2 separate regions of the Mus musculus genome follow, and region 1 is linked to region 2. Evidence: chromatin contacts called from public Hi-C data. All regions are on one chromosome and are shown on one strand. Each heading gives the region's core, a stretch centred on a gene start, on an enhancer-like site or on the middle of the called end of the contact. The rest is flanking DNA. Distances are from core to core; before and after follow the strand shown.

Region 1 (2,851 bases), core at 271-2,770, 500 kb before region 2:
AAGGACTGTGCTCCTCTAGCAAACAGATATAGAAATTTAGGATGCTATGGAGAAACACACACACACACACACACACACACACACACACACACACACACACACACTACTCTGATTGGGCTCTAAGGAAAATCATTCTCAGAGTAGACTGAGTCTAGTTTATATAGGATTTAAGGGGAAATAGTGGGAGAAAAGTTCAAGATTGCAGGAGTTATTTTTATCCTTTCTATGACAAAATACCAGAGAAATAAGCAACCTATGGAGAGAAGGGATTTTTAAGGTTCATACTTTGAAGAGAAAGGCTTGGCAGAAAGAGCTTGAGGGAGTTAGTGACACTGCATCTGCAGTGTGAAGGAAGACAGCAATTAGGGCTGGTGTTCAGCCCACTTCCTCCTTGATGCTTAATCTTAGACCCCAGCACAAGAAATGGTGCTATTCACATGCCCACATTTATAGTGAGATTTACCAGCACTATTGACCATATCTAGAAAAATTCCTTAAAGGTATGCCCAGGTATTTGTTTCATACTAGATGATTCTAGGTCCTGTTCAGTTGATAATATCAACAATGACAGAAGGTATAAGAGACATAATTGCCAGTGTACTTGAAATTACAGCAAGTAAAGGGGGAAGGTTATGGATGCTTCGGAGTACTGAAAATTGAGACCAAAAAGGACTCTATTGTAGCACTGGACCAAAGGGATGAGTAAGGTCTGCAATCTGAGTGTTTCCTTTAATACAAAAAGGAATAGGGAACTAGTGGATTATAGGCAGGCGATAGTGAAAATCAGATTGTCCTGGGCTTACAGCTGCATGTCATGTCCTCATGGATTTCTGTGGATGGGAACCAGGATCAAACAAATTAGGCAAGGAGTCGATGTCCACCTGCATAAGTATGGCTCAAAGGTAGCAGTGGTGGCTTTACTGTGTGTGCAGGACTCCCTTTGAAACTTTGAGCACCAACTGAAGAGTTTTGAAGAACTTGGTTACAGCTTCCTGCACACAGAACCTTCTTAGCACTTGTCAATGGAGTGTGAATAAATTCTTGGGAAGCTTCATTGACTAATGAAGTTGGGTGCCCATTGATTGACCTTTCTGCTGGTGGGTTTTAATGCTGAAAGTTTTCATGCTGTGGTTAAATATACTTCACAGCTGGCTGTTTTGCACTGGGAATCCTTTATGGAGGAGAAGCGCCACTGGCAATCCATCAGAAGCATGATTTTGTTGTACCAGGCATGTGTTTAAACAGACCCCTAGGGCAGTGGCCATAAGAAAACAAAGACTTCTCTTGCCACTGAATGCCAGGCTTCAGACTTTCACATGTAGTCCAGGCCTAGAACTCCTTTGGTCTCTAAGCACTCTGATTCCTGGGGATATGGCAATGTCATTCATTGTTTCTTGGCTGTCCTTGTAGGCTCACTGTCACTTCTTTCTGAGGGTAGCAAATAGCTGACTCTGAGGGAGTCTAGTGCCCTGTGTTTACTGCTCATGCTAATTTGGCTCTGCTGTCAAAGTGTCTGCAGTTTCTGCTGCTCTGCAGGCTGGAAATACACAGCTAGATGCCTGGGAGATGACAAGCAGAAACATTAGACAGGCCATGCAATGAAGCTGTAAATGGGAGGAGAGTAGATGGGGAACACTGACAAGTGGCAGAGAGAGAAAAGTGACAGAGAATGAATTCCCTAGGGGACAATTAGTGAAATATGCCCCAGTGAAACAGCAGCCCCGAGTTCCAAAGACAATTCTCAATTAAGTCCTCAGATGGTTGGCTGCACAGAGTTGATGAATTGGTTTATTCCTCATCACTATCTACAGAGTATCTTCAAACACCCCCATCCCCATCTGTTTCATTAACAAATTAACTTAAATCCACAATGCTAGCAAAGAAACAGAGTGGCTGCTCTATGACAAGCGATCAAAATCCATTCTTGGAACCATCCTCATGGAAGGCTATGCAGGGACTAGAGCTGAAGAATCAAAGGGGTTTTAAGGAGGACTTTTGCTTTGAGGTTTCATTTCATTTCACTGCAGAAAATAAAAGTGCAAGAAGAAGATTAGAGAAAAATAAATAAACAGATTGCATTATCATCCTTTGTCATCCTGCAAAGGCTTTAAGGAGATTCTGGCCATATGATATCTTTGACCTGGTAAGTGAAGATTTACAAAGATATTTTAACAGAATATACTCTGGCCAATTTCTCCTTATCTTTATGCAAGAATGAGTAGAGGGAGAGATCAGAAGTCACAAGCGCCAGCTATGTTGTAGTCTAAGGCTTAAAGGTTAAAGGCTTTGGATAAGAGCCAAATAGGCATGTATAGTATCTTTGTTTCTGTCTTAATCCTTCTCATCAATAAGGAAGAATTGATGGTTTTGTTTGGTGCTGCTAAGAAATGGCGTGAAAAATGAAACATGAATTCATGGCTTGGCAAGACGAAAGTTCTAGGCAAGCAGTGGAGTTAGGTGAGAGTTAGTAAAAAAAAAAAAAACAATGGGGAAGGAGAAACTAGAGACAGAGACAACTCAGAATATACGAACCAACACTAGAGATCTCTATCCTTCAACAAGCATGCTAAGGCAATGTGTGCGTGGACATACAAAAGGTCTTAACATGCTAAAGGTTGTCTGGTTGCTGATGAGAGGTCTCTAGGAAGAAGAGTGGGAGAAAGTGGTGGTGCAGGATTCTACCTCACACCAGCCAGAATGGCTAACATCAAAAACTCAGGCAACAGCAGATGCTAGCAAGGATGCAGAGAAAGAGGAACACTCTTCCATTGCTAGTTACAAATGCAAGTAATGGCACAGCCACTCTGGGAAACAATCTGGCAGTTCCTCAGAAAATTGGAAATAGTTCTAC
Region 2 (3,045 bases), core at 283-2,782:
ACCCAAACGTGGTTTTGTTAGAACTGTTTCTTCTATGATATTTACTTAACCTCTGTTTGAAATTAATGTTCATCTTTTAGAATGTTGCTCTGAACATTTGGGGAAAACCATATAGTGTTTCTCACATTTTCCACTCACAGCACCTACTACCACCATCAACTCATAAAAGAACTGTATCAAAATGCCAGTGGGCCTTTTCCTTTAGAAATATGGAATGGAGGACCAAGAAAAATCAAGATTGATGGGCACATGGGAAAGTGATCGATCTTGAAAAAGTTTGCAAATGAGATGATGAAAATCACAGATCCATTTCTAACTTAATTTGAAGAAAAATGCATAAAAGTAAATTTGCCTCTGGGGTGGGGTTGGGAAATAACATGGGAAAACAGGCATCTTTGTCCCTAAACAACATTCTTTACAATATTATTGGTCTCTGGGGGGAAATGGAGACAGTAAGTATACATACTATAGATACTAAGTTGGTCTCTTTAGCAACCACTCAACATGCATTGGTGGGTAGTGCCACTGTTGGTGTATCATCTTAATATGGGATAACCAGAGTGACTTGATCCCAAAAGTCTCTGGGAGTTGATAAGATCTAACCCACAAATGGATTGATGATAAGGATTTCTGCCAATGTCTTATCATTTCTAAAGTATTATAAAGTTGATCTCTAATGTTTTAGAAACAAAGTATTCAAACTTCCTCTACCTGCTTAGGATTCCTTGAAGGTCTCACCTGTTTTCATCCAAATTAAACAATCTCATATTTTATCTACTTCAGATATCTTTAGAGCTTAGCTGTTTGGAGCTCAAGGAAACTAATTGGAGAGTTCAAAGGCTAGACATGAGACGATGTGAGATTACCCACCCCAAATAAGACACAATCTAGAAGTAAATATTAGACATTGTATTTTCATGTTACATAGGATGTTTCAGAGGCTCTTGATTCCCCAGCCACACTGGGAGACTTTCTTCCTTTCCTTTCTGCTAGTGTACACCTCCAAATATTTAATGTACATTATTGTCTGATTCACAGAAGGTTTCTTTGGCCTAGTCATGCTCACATTTGCATATACCTAAATGTATACAATGGAATGGGGAAGGAGAGTCTCCTCCAGGTCTGAATCTACAGCTTTGGAAACTGAGACCTGGATGAACTTAATAGGGCTTATAGAGAGAATTGGTCCAGTTTCCCCTGTGGTTGTTAAATGTCTGCTGCTTCTTCGCATACCACATGAAAGTGCAGACTGGTTTGAGTATGAAACAGACCCAACAGCTATGAGCTCCCTTTCCTGAAACCTCTTGCACACGTCCTGCCCCAAACAGTCAGATCTGAAAGTCGTTTTGGATTAAAATGCGGTGTGTGCTTCAGAAAGGCAAAGAGGAAGCTGGGCCCCAAATGCTGAGAGACGAGGTCGAGGAGGGCAGCTGGCCTGGGTCCAGGATGCGGCCAGAGACAGGGGAAGGACTGTGTAAGAGCTCTTTCTTTGAACAACCAACAAAAAGACAGCTAGAAGGAAGGGGCCAACTATGCCACAGAAAGGAAATGGACCAGAGAGAGAGGGAGCGAGCGGCCACGCCTCTGCTCAGCCCTCTTCCTCCTTCCCCCAGGGTGGCATCAAACACATCACTAACTATGATTTGAATTCTAAGAGTCCAGCCACCTAACCAGCCAATCAACAGAGATGAAAATGAATTTGATTCTTCTCTATCCTGTTCACAAGTTTGCTGACTCAAGTCCGCGCTCTGTTCTTTCTTTCTGTTTATGTTGTCACTTGGTTTCATTATTTATTTTTAGCCCCAATTTCGGAAGCTCTTATTCTGCTGGGTATTGGCAAGGTGTCAAGGGCATCACTCTCAGCTCTGAAAGGATCATTGTCCAGCTCTGGACTCCATCCTCTCCAGACAGAGAAGCAGTGTGAGTTGCCTCATGCTGCCTCTTCACTGGCCCAGCCAGTCTGCAGTCTCTGAGTAGCGGTCTCTGCAGGGCATCCAATGCCATGCTTGTGAATGGTAGAAATGTTAGTGATGTTTGCTTTCATCTGATCTAGGTCCTCGGTTTTCAATGGGGAAACTGAGACCTAGAGAAACGAAAGTCCATCCATGAAGTAGCATGCCAATATCATGACATCTTGGCTTTCAAAACTCCCCGTTGAACAACGCTACTTACTTAGTTTCGCCGAAATGCCTGCCCCATTTTGAGTCTGGCTATCATTGTTTTTTCTGGATTCCCAATTTCCTTGTGACCATGAAAAAAATAAATCAAACAAAATGGTAAGAACATCCGTGGGACTGCGTTTCATGGTGCCCACTTTCTCTTTGTCATTGCCTCTTTTCCCTTAAGAAACAGAACTTACTTTTTTTTTTCTTTCTAATTTTTGTTTCCAGTGAGCCAGGAGCACTGAGCTAGTGTGTCTTGCCTGTTAGGACAGGCTGCAGTCGCAATGAAAGGACATGCTTCAGTTCCCAGGACGATGGTCTCTTTGACTGGGAATATACCGACCACTATTACAAGTATGCGAGAGTAAACAAGGCTAGAGTCAATCTCAACTTGTTTTACACTCTGTTTTATTAAAGTCAATGCGTTTCCGTTTCTATGTGCTGAGCCTCAGCTGGCTTAATTATACATACCCAGGCGAATTCTAATGGGGACAGAGGACAGCCAGTGATTGGAAAGCAAGGCCCTTTTCTGACCTCTACAGGCCATGGAGAGAAAAAGAAACAAGGCTGCTTCTGGAAATTAGAGATTAGGAAAGAGGATGCTTTTTTTTTATTATTTTATTTTTTTCTGGATGCTTCTTTACTGCTGTAAGTACCAGACACATGTGTGTCCTACTTTTGTACAGCGTGTCTATCTGTGTTTAATAGGTTACTGCAGCAACCAGGAAGAGGTCAGTTTTCAGGAGGTTTTTGCAATGGAAATTACGGTCTCCATCATTCAATACATATTTAAAGTAAGCCCAACACATGTTCACCACTGGTAACAAATAATCTATTTTTTTTTTCAGAAATTACAGTCTGATGGGAGGATGTAAGAGCTCAC

Evidence for each region. Hi-C and Micro-C count contacts between places; a contact is called where the count stands out from the background.
Region 1: a Hi-C map of the N1E-115 cell line shows a contact between it and region 2, with 4 times the contacts expected there. The contact joins two enhancer-like sites.

What each region holds. Positions count from the first base shown.
Region 1 is chr7:77,631,615-77,634,465 of GRCm38.p6, reverse strand. No RefSeq gene overlaps it. Among named protein-coding and RNA genes, the nearest start is that of Gm39038, 940 kb to the left of the region's middle. Within about 2 kb of position 1,520, at least 10 of the 459 cell types and tissues checked have an H3K27ac peak or open chromatin away from gene starts, as enhancers often do. A contact at or near this core is called in the N1E-115 cell line, where this site is marked.
Region 2 is chr7:77,131,673-77,134,717 of GRCm38.p6, reverse strand. No RefSeq gene overlaps it. Among named protein-coding and RNA genes, the nearest start is that of Gm30774, 760 kb to the right of the region's middle. Within about 2 kb of position 1,532, at least 86 of the 459 cell types and tissues checked have an H3K27ac peak or open chromatin away from gene starts, as enhancers often do. A contact at or near this core is called in the N1E-115 cell line, where this site is marked.